Regions from separate parts of the Mus musculus genome. Here regions 2 and 3 are each linked to region 1. Evidence: chromatin contacts called from public HiChIP or PLAC-seq data. All regions are on one chromosome and are shown on one strand. The core of a region is the stretch at or near the end of the contact, and the rest is flanking DNA. Distances in the headings are between cores, read along the strand shown.

The links. HiChIP or PLAC-seq counts read pairs in DNA pulled down with a chosen protein or histone mark.
Region 2: an H3K4me3 HiChIP or PLAC-seq map of bone marrow-derived macrophages shows a contact between it and region 1, with 5 times the contacts expected there. The contact joins two enhancer-like sites. A contact is called at or near these places in 1 of 15 datasets of contacts at CTCF or cohesin (the NIH/3T3 cell line), 2 of 484 Hi-C or Micro-C datasets (bone marrow-derived macrophages and ventricular fibroblasts), 26 of 115 datasets of contacts at active chromatin or transcription factors (the NIH/3T3 cell line, VIP interneurons, bone marrow-derived macrophages and 15 more) and 4 of 9 other capture datasets (adipose tissue, liver, macrophages and 1 more).
Region 3: an H3K4me3 HiChIP or PLAC-seq map of bone marrow-derived macrophages shows a contact between it and region 1, with 3 times the contacts expected there. The contact joins the promoter of Retreg1 here to the enhancer-like site in region 1. A contact is called at or near these places in 3 of 115 datasets of contacts at active chromatin or transcription factors (bone marrow-derived macrophages, embryonic forebrain and embryonic stem cells) and 1 of 9 other capture datasets (embryonic stem cells).

Annotation. Positions count from the first base shown.
Region 1 is chr15:25,439,873-25,442,572 of GRCm38.p6, reverse strand. The region is part of intron 1 of Gm48957 (predicted gene, 48957); the gene reads right to left. Among named protein-coding and RNA genes, the nearest start is that of Gm48957, 27 kb to the right of the region's middle. Within about 2 kb of position 1,417, at least 45 of the 459 cell types and tissues checked have an H3K27ac peak or open chromatin away from gene starts, as enhancers often do. A contact at or near this core is called in bone marrow-derived macrophages, where this site is marked.
Region 2 is chr15:25,763,564-25,766,342 of GRCm38.p6, reverse strand. All of the region lies in intron 19 of Myo10 (myosin X), which reads right to left. Among named protein-coding and RNA genes, the nearest start is that of Retreg1, 78 kb to the left of the region's middle. Within about 2 kb of position 1,517, at least 27 of the 459 cell types and tissues checked have an H3K27ac peak or open chromatin away from gene starts, as enhancers often do. A contact at or near this core is called in bone marrow-derived macrophages, where this site is marked.
Region 3 is chr15:25,841,912-25,844,611 of GRCm38.p6, reverse strand. Retreg1 (reticulophagy regulator 1) reads right to left here and starts at 1,314. Exons shown (of 9, transcript NM_001034851.2): 1 at 1,000-1,314. The coding sequence starts at 1,268.

The DNA.
Region 1 (2,700 bases), core at 168-2,667:
ACAGAGAAAAGGGGAGACAAGAACAGAGAGAATGTCCCAGGACCTTGCATTAATTAAGGGTCTCTTCACAGGGTTCCTCTGTTCCATCGACTTCTTTCTGACTTTGGGGTTAGTGTCCTTAGGCTGCCAGAACAAATACCACAAGCCGGGTGACTTGGACAACAGGACCCTGTGTTCTCACAGATCCAAGGGTTAGGAGTCTGGAATCAAGGCCTGGGAAGGGACGTTTCCAGGGGCTTCCACGCAATAGCTGGTCAGCACTTTGCTCCTGACTGCTGGGCTGTCACCAGTCCTTGGCGTCTTTTGTTTTATAGATATGCCACTCCAGTCTCTGCCTTTGTTGCTCCATGGCAGGTCTCTCTGTATCTCTAAACGTCCTCTGCTCAGAAAGATGACAGTCACTCTGGACGGGGACTCTCCCTGATGGCTTCTTTTTAACTTGATTACATCTCCAAAGAACATCACACAAGATGGGGAAGGGGATCTTGACGCAGTTTGAAATGCTATCCTATCCTTAGCTCTGACCAAATGAACGGAAGGGTTCCCTTGGCCCCAGGCACTGTGAGGGTTTTCTGTGTGAAGGATGCTTCCGATGGCCGGGGTGCCCAGTGCGCACGCGCACACTGGCTGAGCTTTGTTCAAAATTTCTGTCCTGGCTTCCCTTTGCCTTGTCCCAAGCCCTCGGGTGTTCAACTCCTAGACTAGGATTTTATTTTTAGAGTAATGAATAATTTATGTTTTGAAAATGACTAATGAAAAAGCAATCAACCACTTTGGGCTGGATCAGAGTCTGAGGTTCTGGTCCCTGGCACTCGCTTCGCATCTCTCTGCTTCAGCTAGAGGGGAAGGTGTCTGCTTGACCTTTTTTTCCCTGTCACATGACGCCTTCCACAAGTAAGCTGTGTCCTCCTCAGGGAGCGCACATGCGACACATAATGAAATTAAACCTCTGCCACTCCAAATTCTCACTTTCAAGGGTCTGCCACTTGCCTACTTTTTCTTGTTTCTGGGTATCAGCAGAAGTGGGGTGGGGGGGTGGGATGAGGGCGGAGTAGCGAGGCACAGAGTAGGATTTTTTTTCGTGATATTTTGGGCTCGAAGCCTCGTGCGCATTCTTGGGCTGGTTCGGGTTTCCGGGGCACGTACACTCTGACCTTAGTTTGGGGCCAACCCTGAGCGCTTCAGTCAGCTACTTTTTAGCAACGGCGGCCAGAAAAATACTTTTTTTTTAAAAATTTATTTTCCCGTGAGTGCCTTCTGAAATTGTTTTGCTGTGCTACGTCTGAGAAACAGTAGCATTTCGTTCCCCAGAAACAGTTCCTTTTTGGCATGTTAATAAAATGACCGGTGTTACCTAAATTAGGGGTTTTGAGTTTGTTCTGGAGCTTTTTAAACTACAGCGCCCCCTAGCGGGAATTTTGTGATATTCATGCTTGTTCTGGTTGATCAGTTTTCGTCCATGCTTCCAAAAAGTTGTTGTGAAGCTACTATGAAGAACCACAGGGGTGGATATTTCATAAATAAGCCAAAAAGAAAAGGAAGTTTTATGGGTTTTAAAAAAATGTTAGCTGTTTTCTTTCATTTTACCACGTAATTAAAAAAGAGTTTCTCCTGAACCAACAACCTATATGGACAAGTGTTTGGGAAGAGACCCTTGAGTCTCTGGTATGGTACATACATGTCTCTTTAAAGGCATGTCCTTGAAACCAGAACTCAGGGGTTTTCTTGTGTAAGGGGATGGTCTAAGAGAAACATTGAGTTATAGACCTTGTTCCTTACTGGCCTTGGCTTGTCAAGGGCTCTTATGGGGTAGACTTCTGAGACCCTTGGAACCTGGGGGGCTTAGTTAATCGCCCCCTCCCCCACACAAGCACAGAGCCTTATATGAATCCCTCCAGAGAGTTGGAGTGTGTTCTACATTCAAGACCTCATAGGAAAGATCCATAGCCTCCGTGGAAGGAAATTTACAGATTCCCGGATTCATTGACTTACAGTGGGAAAGGGGATAAAATCGCTTGGCTGGAGTTTCCCGTGTTACAAAGTTAGTAATTAACCGCAGCGAGGCGAAGGACAATCAGAGGCTCACTGAGAATGTAAGAGTAGTAACAGTATGAGCCATGCAACCCCAGGCTAGGGCACAAGTCTCAGAAGGTAGATAGGGTGACCTGGGACTCCATGCATGTCACACCGGATCCTAACACTCTGAGATCCAGTAATGGATAATGTCACCTTGTCCCTTATAGGATAATGGCATTTGTGCATTTACCTGTCGTGATTTGAATGAAAGTCAGCAGTTCTCTTTTTGAGAGTCTTTGCTGGACGGGAGTCCATTGCTTTTCTGGGCAAGCCTTCTTTTCCTCAGGCTCACACTCGTTATCCCCTAGTGAAAGGTTTAATTAGGCACAGGGCACTAAGGGCTTGCTGCAAGTGTGAGGAGCTGAGGCAGGTTCCCAGAGCCCATGAAAAGTAGACTATCTGTAATTCCAGTGCTTCTAGGGCAGGATGCAAAGCTGAGACTGGAGGATTCCCAAGAGCTCACAGACGGATCCTAACACTCTGAGAAGCTGTTAGCATTTCTGGGCTCATGGCCCACCAAGCCAACCTTCTTCACACCATACATGTATCCTTATGAGGGTATCTGCCATGGATGTAGGTCTCACACAAGTGATCAGTAATTGTCCCATTGGGGAATTTCCCCAT
Region 2 (2,779 bases), core at 268-2,767, 320 kb before region 1:
GGAATAGCCCAAATAGAAATCCAGTCTGGGGACTGGGGAGATTGCTTTGTGGTTAAGAGCACTGGCTGCTCCTCCTATAGGACCCAGGTTCAATTCCCGACGCCCACACGGGAGCTCACGACTATCTGTAACTCTAGTTCCAGAGGATCCGGCACCTTCTCACAGACACACATGCAAACAAAACACCAATGCACATAAAGGAAAGGGAGAAGAAAGAAACCCACGGGTAAGGCAGTTAGAGAGGGAGCCGCCAAAGAACAGCCATGCGAGGCATGAGGACTTCAGTTCAAATCCCGGCACCTACACGAAAAGTTGGTATATAGTTGAGTGCAATGTAACCCCAGCTCTGAGGGGCAGGGCACTGGGAGGCTCACCGAGCCTGCTTGCCGCCTGTTTGGTTCCAGGTTCAGCTAGTGTCTCTCTCAAGAGGATACAGCAGAGAAGATAGAAAGGCTGCCCAATGTCTTCCAGTGGCCTGTTTACATATCTGCACGCGCACGCACGCGCACACACACCATCATACCCACCACACATGAATATCCATACCACACGAACCACACACAGTGCCAATTCCAGAGTTAAAGAACAAAGCCAAGGCTGGGTCTGGGGTGGGGTTCAGGGTCAGGGCCCAGAATCAGAAGCAAAAGACCCCACACTCCACAAAAGCTCTCAGTAGTAAAAGAACAGCAAGCTTAAAGATCACTCGGCTCGTGTTTGGGGCCAGAGAAAAATCTCTCCAAGTCAGCTCCTGGACTAGCTGAGCCCAAGGCTTTGCTTACGTAGAAAAGCGCTCACACACACAGCCCTCAGCAACTGATCTGATTGTCTGAAGAGTAGGAGGAGAAAGGCTGGAGGGGGAAACACAAACCAGCAAAGACAGAGGGGCAGGTTAGGCTAAGGAGGTGGAACATCAGATATGAGGAAATTTCCAGCCTCAAATTCACCACGGGAAAGATCTTTCAAGACCGAGATCCTCAAACATGAAGTCTTCCCCATCAAGTCTGCATTTAATTTCCAATACACAACAAGAGATCCTCGTGTTGTTGACTCGTTAACTTTTTAAAAATAGTCATTGGCACGCAGCCTCTTTGGTCCTCTTTGGGCAGCTGTGGTGAGAATCATGCAGAATGTGTGCTGAAGCAAGGCCTTACAGGCCAAGATGGAGTGCCTACCCCCCCCAAGCGCTCGGAGAGACCCCGCCTACCGGCCCTCCAGTGTTTGGAGCAAGCCTTCCTCTCTCACTGTACCCTTGGGACGGTCACACATTCAGACCTTAGCAGCTATTGTACCCTGTCACGTACTTGTTTCCAAACCCCATACGGGCCTAGTCAGGCCCAGTGAATATATGGTCAAATGTTTCCCCAGGCATGGGAAGGCAAGCCAGCCTCCGCCATAGCTCTTCCTCCAGCCACACTCTTCCAGCTTCCTTCTTCTCTCAGACCCTGGATCTGCTGCAGACTTCCTTCCCTGCTGCAGGGCTGCCTGCTTACCACTGCCCAGGGACAGCTTCCTGCTCTCCATACCGCAGGGTGGACTCCCTCCCTCCTCTCTCCAGAGGAAGCCACCAGGGTTCAAACCAGTGTGTGGCTCCTGAGACTGCAGAAGGACAACTGTATGCTCCCAAAGGACCGGGTCCTGGCTTGCTGGATGGGTGTGTGTGTGTGTGACATTAAGCATGGATGCTCAAAGGAAAGCTACCATTTCCTTCCTGAATTAAAGGGAAAAAGCACCTTACCACAGGCCAGGGATTCTAATGGCCTGGAAGAAATCCCCAGGAGTCCTATTCAGGCCAGTCGATACCACTATTACCACTCCATCACAAACTGAATGTGGAGAGTGTCTCACCTGCCTGAGGCTTCATGATCAGGCTGTTCTAAGTCCTGTGCTCTTCCTCAAAGGAAAACCTCAACAGGGCCAGTGGTGGGCAGTGGTCCCTAACAGGACCCTTGCCAGACGGACGGCAAGCATTAGGAACTTTCACAATGGCCGACACATGGCATTGTCCGTTGCAGTTTCCAAATGTGCTGGCCCATAGTCAGCGAGCAAAAGGAAGTTAAAACCTGCCCTTGGAGGGCTGGTAAGACAGTTCAGCAGGTAGAGGGACTTGCTGCTAAGCCTGACAACCTGGGTTCTGTCCCCAGGACTCACATGATGAAATGAGAGAAGAGACTCCTCCAGGTTGTCCTTCGACTTGTGCAACACACACACACACTCGCACGCGCGCACACACACACAAACAATATAACTTACAAATAATGGTAACAATAACAACAATAAACAAAACTTCGCCCTTTACATGTAACTAGGTATATGGTAAAAGTACTAGAAGGTACTGCTGTTACCAGCATGGGCTGGGCAATGCCAGAATGGTAACTTCTCTGTCATGGCGTGCACACAGTTATCCTCCGTAGGTTGGACCCCAGCACCAGATGCCTTTCCCTTCTGTGTCTCACTGCAGGGTGATGGGCAGAAAAGAGCGTTGACTTAAATCTTTCCTTGAAGATGCAGGGTTCTGGGGTCAGTCAGGGCACTCTTTACAAAGTTCTCCAGATTAAATAGGAGACGGAATGGAATGGACGTCCCTCAGTCTTCCCACTGTGCACTTCCCAACAGTGCTCTCAGGAGGATGGGGGCAGGGGACCCTTAGCCAGTCTTGCTAAGGAGCATCAACTGCATTCAGCAGCACAGCTATTCTGAGGCTAGATCTTGCCACACCAACATGCAAAGCCATCACCATTGCCAGACACACACTGTGGACGCTCCAAACAAACCTCGCCAT
Region 3 (2,700 bases), core at 65-2,564, 400 kb before region 1:
CTTCACGTTGCTCAAGTTATTAATCTTGAAGAAAAAAATAACAGGCTACGTCTCTTTTTATGCATTTATTTATTTCCCAACTTTGGGGTTAAGAAACCTACGTCCTGTAAATAGGTACTTGTTAGGGAAACTGCTTATTCGGAACTTCGAGGGCCCTGTTTGTTATGAAGGCACTTAGCAAACAAAGGTTTTTTTTCCCCCTTGATGAACTAGTACCAGACGATACGGCTCATGGTTCCGTGATGGAGCCAGACGCTGCCTGATGCTTACCTAGGCAGAACACTTTCTGGTGAGGCAAACCTGTTGATTGGGGGCTACTCAAAGAAAATCCCTCCCCTATTCCCTCTGGAGTTTCTCTGAAATTACTACCCACCCACCCCCCACCTCCACCTCCACCCCACCCCCACAGCTGTGCAGTCTTGGGGCGGGGCGCTGTACCTAATCCACCTGTTTGTTTACCTCCTGCTTTCTCATCTGGGATCTAAGACAGTAAACCCTACCCTCCAGGGGAAAGAAAAACAAATCATTCACTGCCCATCTCTGGTGGCCCACGAAGGCAGCAGCATATAGAATGTACCTAAGGTGGCCCAGATATGCCTCCGCGGGTGCAAAAAATTAATTCAAGCCCTCGGGCCTCTGAACCCCCCATACTTGAAAGTACAGGTCAAGACCTGAGAGTTAACAATACCAGGGCCGAAGTTTTCAAGAGCTCTGGACCATCCCTAGATACAGGAGCTCACGTGGGTCAGCTGACCATCATCACCTCCCCTTGGAGACTGGACACCCGCAGCAAGGGTGACAGCCACTCACAGGGAAGTGCGTCTAGAGGAAAGTTGAAATGGGTGACTACCTGTTTCAGACAGGTGACCAAGCAAGTGGGACCAGGCTTCACTTCCACCGCAGAGGCCCCCGCAACCCCCCCAGCCAGGCCACATCCGGCCATGGGCGCCCCAAGGTGACCTGCCCTCTGGGGCGCCCCCACCCAGCCCGAGCGCTCACCAGAACAGCAGGTTGGCACCCAGGAAGGTGAGCAGGCTGCGCAGCGGCCTCTTCCAGCTCAGGAGCTCGTCTGCGCGCCAGCCCAGCCACAGCACGGGTTCCCCGAGCAGCCAGGTCAGGGCGGCGGCCACCCTCCCGGCGGCCTCCTCCACCTGCGGCCCCGCGCCCTCTGGCCCTGCTTCCTCTCCGGGAACTCCAGGCCGCGGCGGCTGCTCCTCGGTAGCCGGGCATCCTTGTGTGGCGTGCTCCTCGGGCGCCGGGCTCGCCATCTTCAGCGGTGTTTTGCTGGCGGGGACGGGGATGGGGACGGGGACAGGGAGGGAGGCGGGCGGGCGGGTGGGCGGGCACGCGCGCGCGCGCGCCTGGCGGTGAGCGTCGGGAGAGCAGCGGAGACAACGGGGGACCGGTCGGGGCGCAGGGTGCGCACCGCGGGGTGCTGGCGGCTGGGTGCCTTGTGACGTCAGGCCTGGCCGCGCCGGGAAAGAGGGTGCGGTCAAGTTCGTGTAGGGGCGGGGCCGCCCTGGGTCTGGCTGCACATCCTGGGCTCGGATCCGTGGGTGCTAGCTGGGCGGCGTCCCTGGAGAGCCTGGGACCAACGAAAATACTTCCTCTTTCCTTCCAGTTGAGGGGGCCAGGTAGAGGACTCGCCCCCAAGGGAAGTCTGGGCTTTGGATTTTAAAAGGGGGAAGGTGGTGCATTCTCACTTTCTCCAGCCAGAGCAGACAAGTCGTCCATCCTTTAGTATTGAAGAAAATAGCTGGGTGCCCCTGGCCATGTATTTTAGCACTTAGGACTCAGCCCTTGTCCAGGTCCCTTGCAGGAACACCCTGCCTAACTGTGTCAGATAGAAACGCTGACTTGGGAAAGGAAGAAAAGCACACTTGGAGTCAAGGAAGAACCGGTTTGGCCCTCTGATTTCAAGAGTGAGGACCCGCCAGACCACAGGGCACACGCTGGTGAAAGTCGCTTCCAGTTAAGTGAGTTGTTCTTTGCAGAATGTCATTGAGCTGATCAGGAAGCAGAGAAGGCAGAGGGTGGCCTGTGGCCTGCCTCTGCTAGTGTGCCAAGTTTTAGAGGTGTTTCAGTAGATCCGATGTGCCTGTCACAGGGCGGCCTCAGAGGTCGAAGAATACCGGAGCTCCCCATGTGGTTCTCCTGGTTGTGGGAAAAACTAAAGGACTGCTGTGCATGTCCAGTCTCTGTTCGTTTCTCTAGAATGAAATCCCCTCCTGCAATCATGAGAGTCGATGCATCAGGGGTACCTGGTATCCTCTGGGCATACTCTGTATCCAGCCTGCATTCACGGGATGAATTTGGTGCGTTCTCAAAGCAAAGAGAGACCACCGCCCCTGGGTTAAAGTTTGTAATGCTAATCTAGAGGGCCTCTGTGTCTATGAATGTAAACATTTATTTACACATTACAGGCTAGACGTGGACAGTTATCTAAATGAATGTTGTATTTGAAGGAATCACAAGTCTAGGGTTCACACAAAAGTTGGTTGACCACCCACTGTGTGCCTGGTACACTGCTGGGTCCTGTGGATGTGACTTCTACCTGCAAGAGACTCACAGTCCAAAAGGTATCACTTACAATTGATAAACGCTGTGATGGAAATCCTCAGTGCCAAGAGATTTCTCCTTTAAACTGCATCCAAAAATCAGGTTTCAGAAGGGTTTGGGATGTAGCTCTTGACTTGTTAA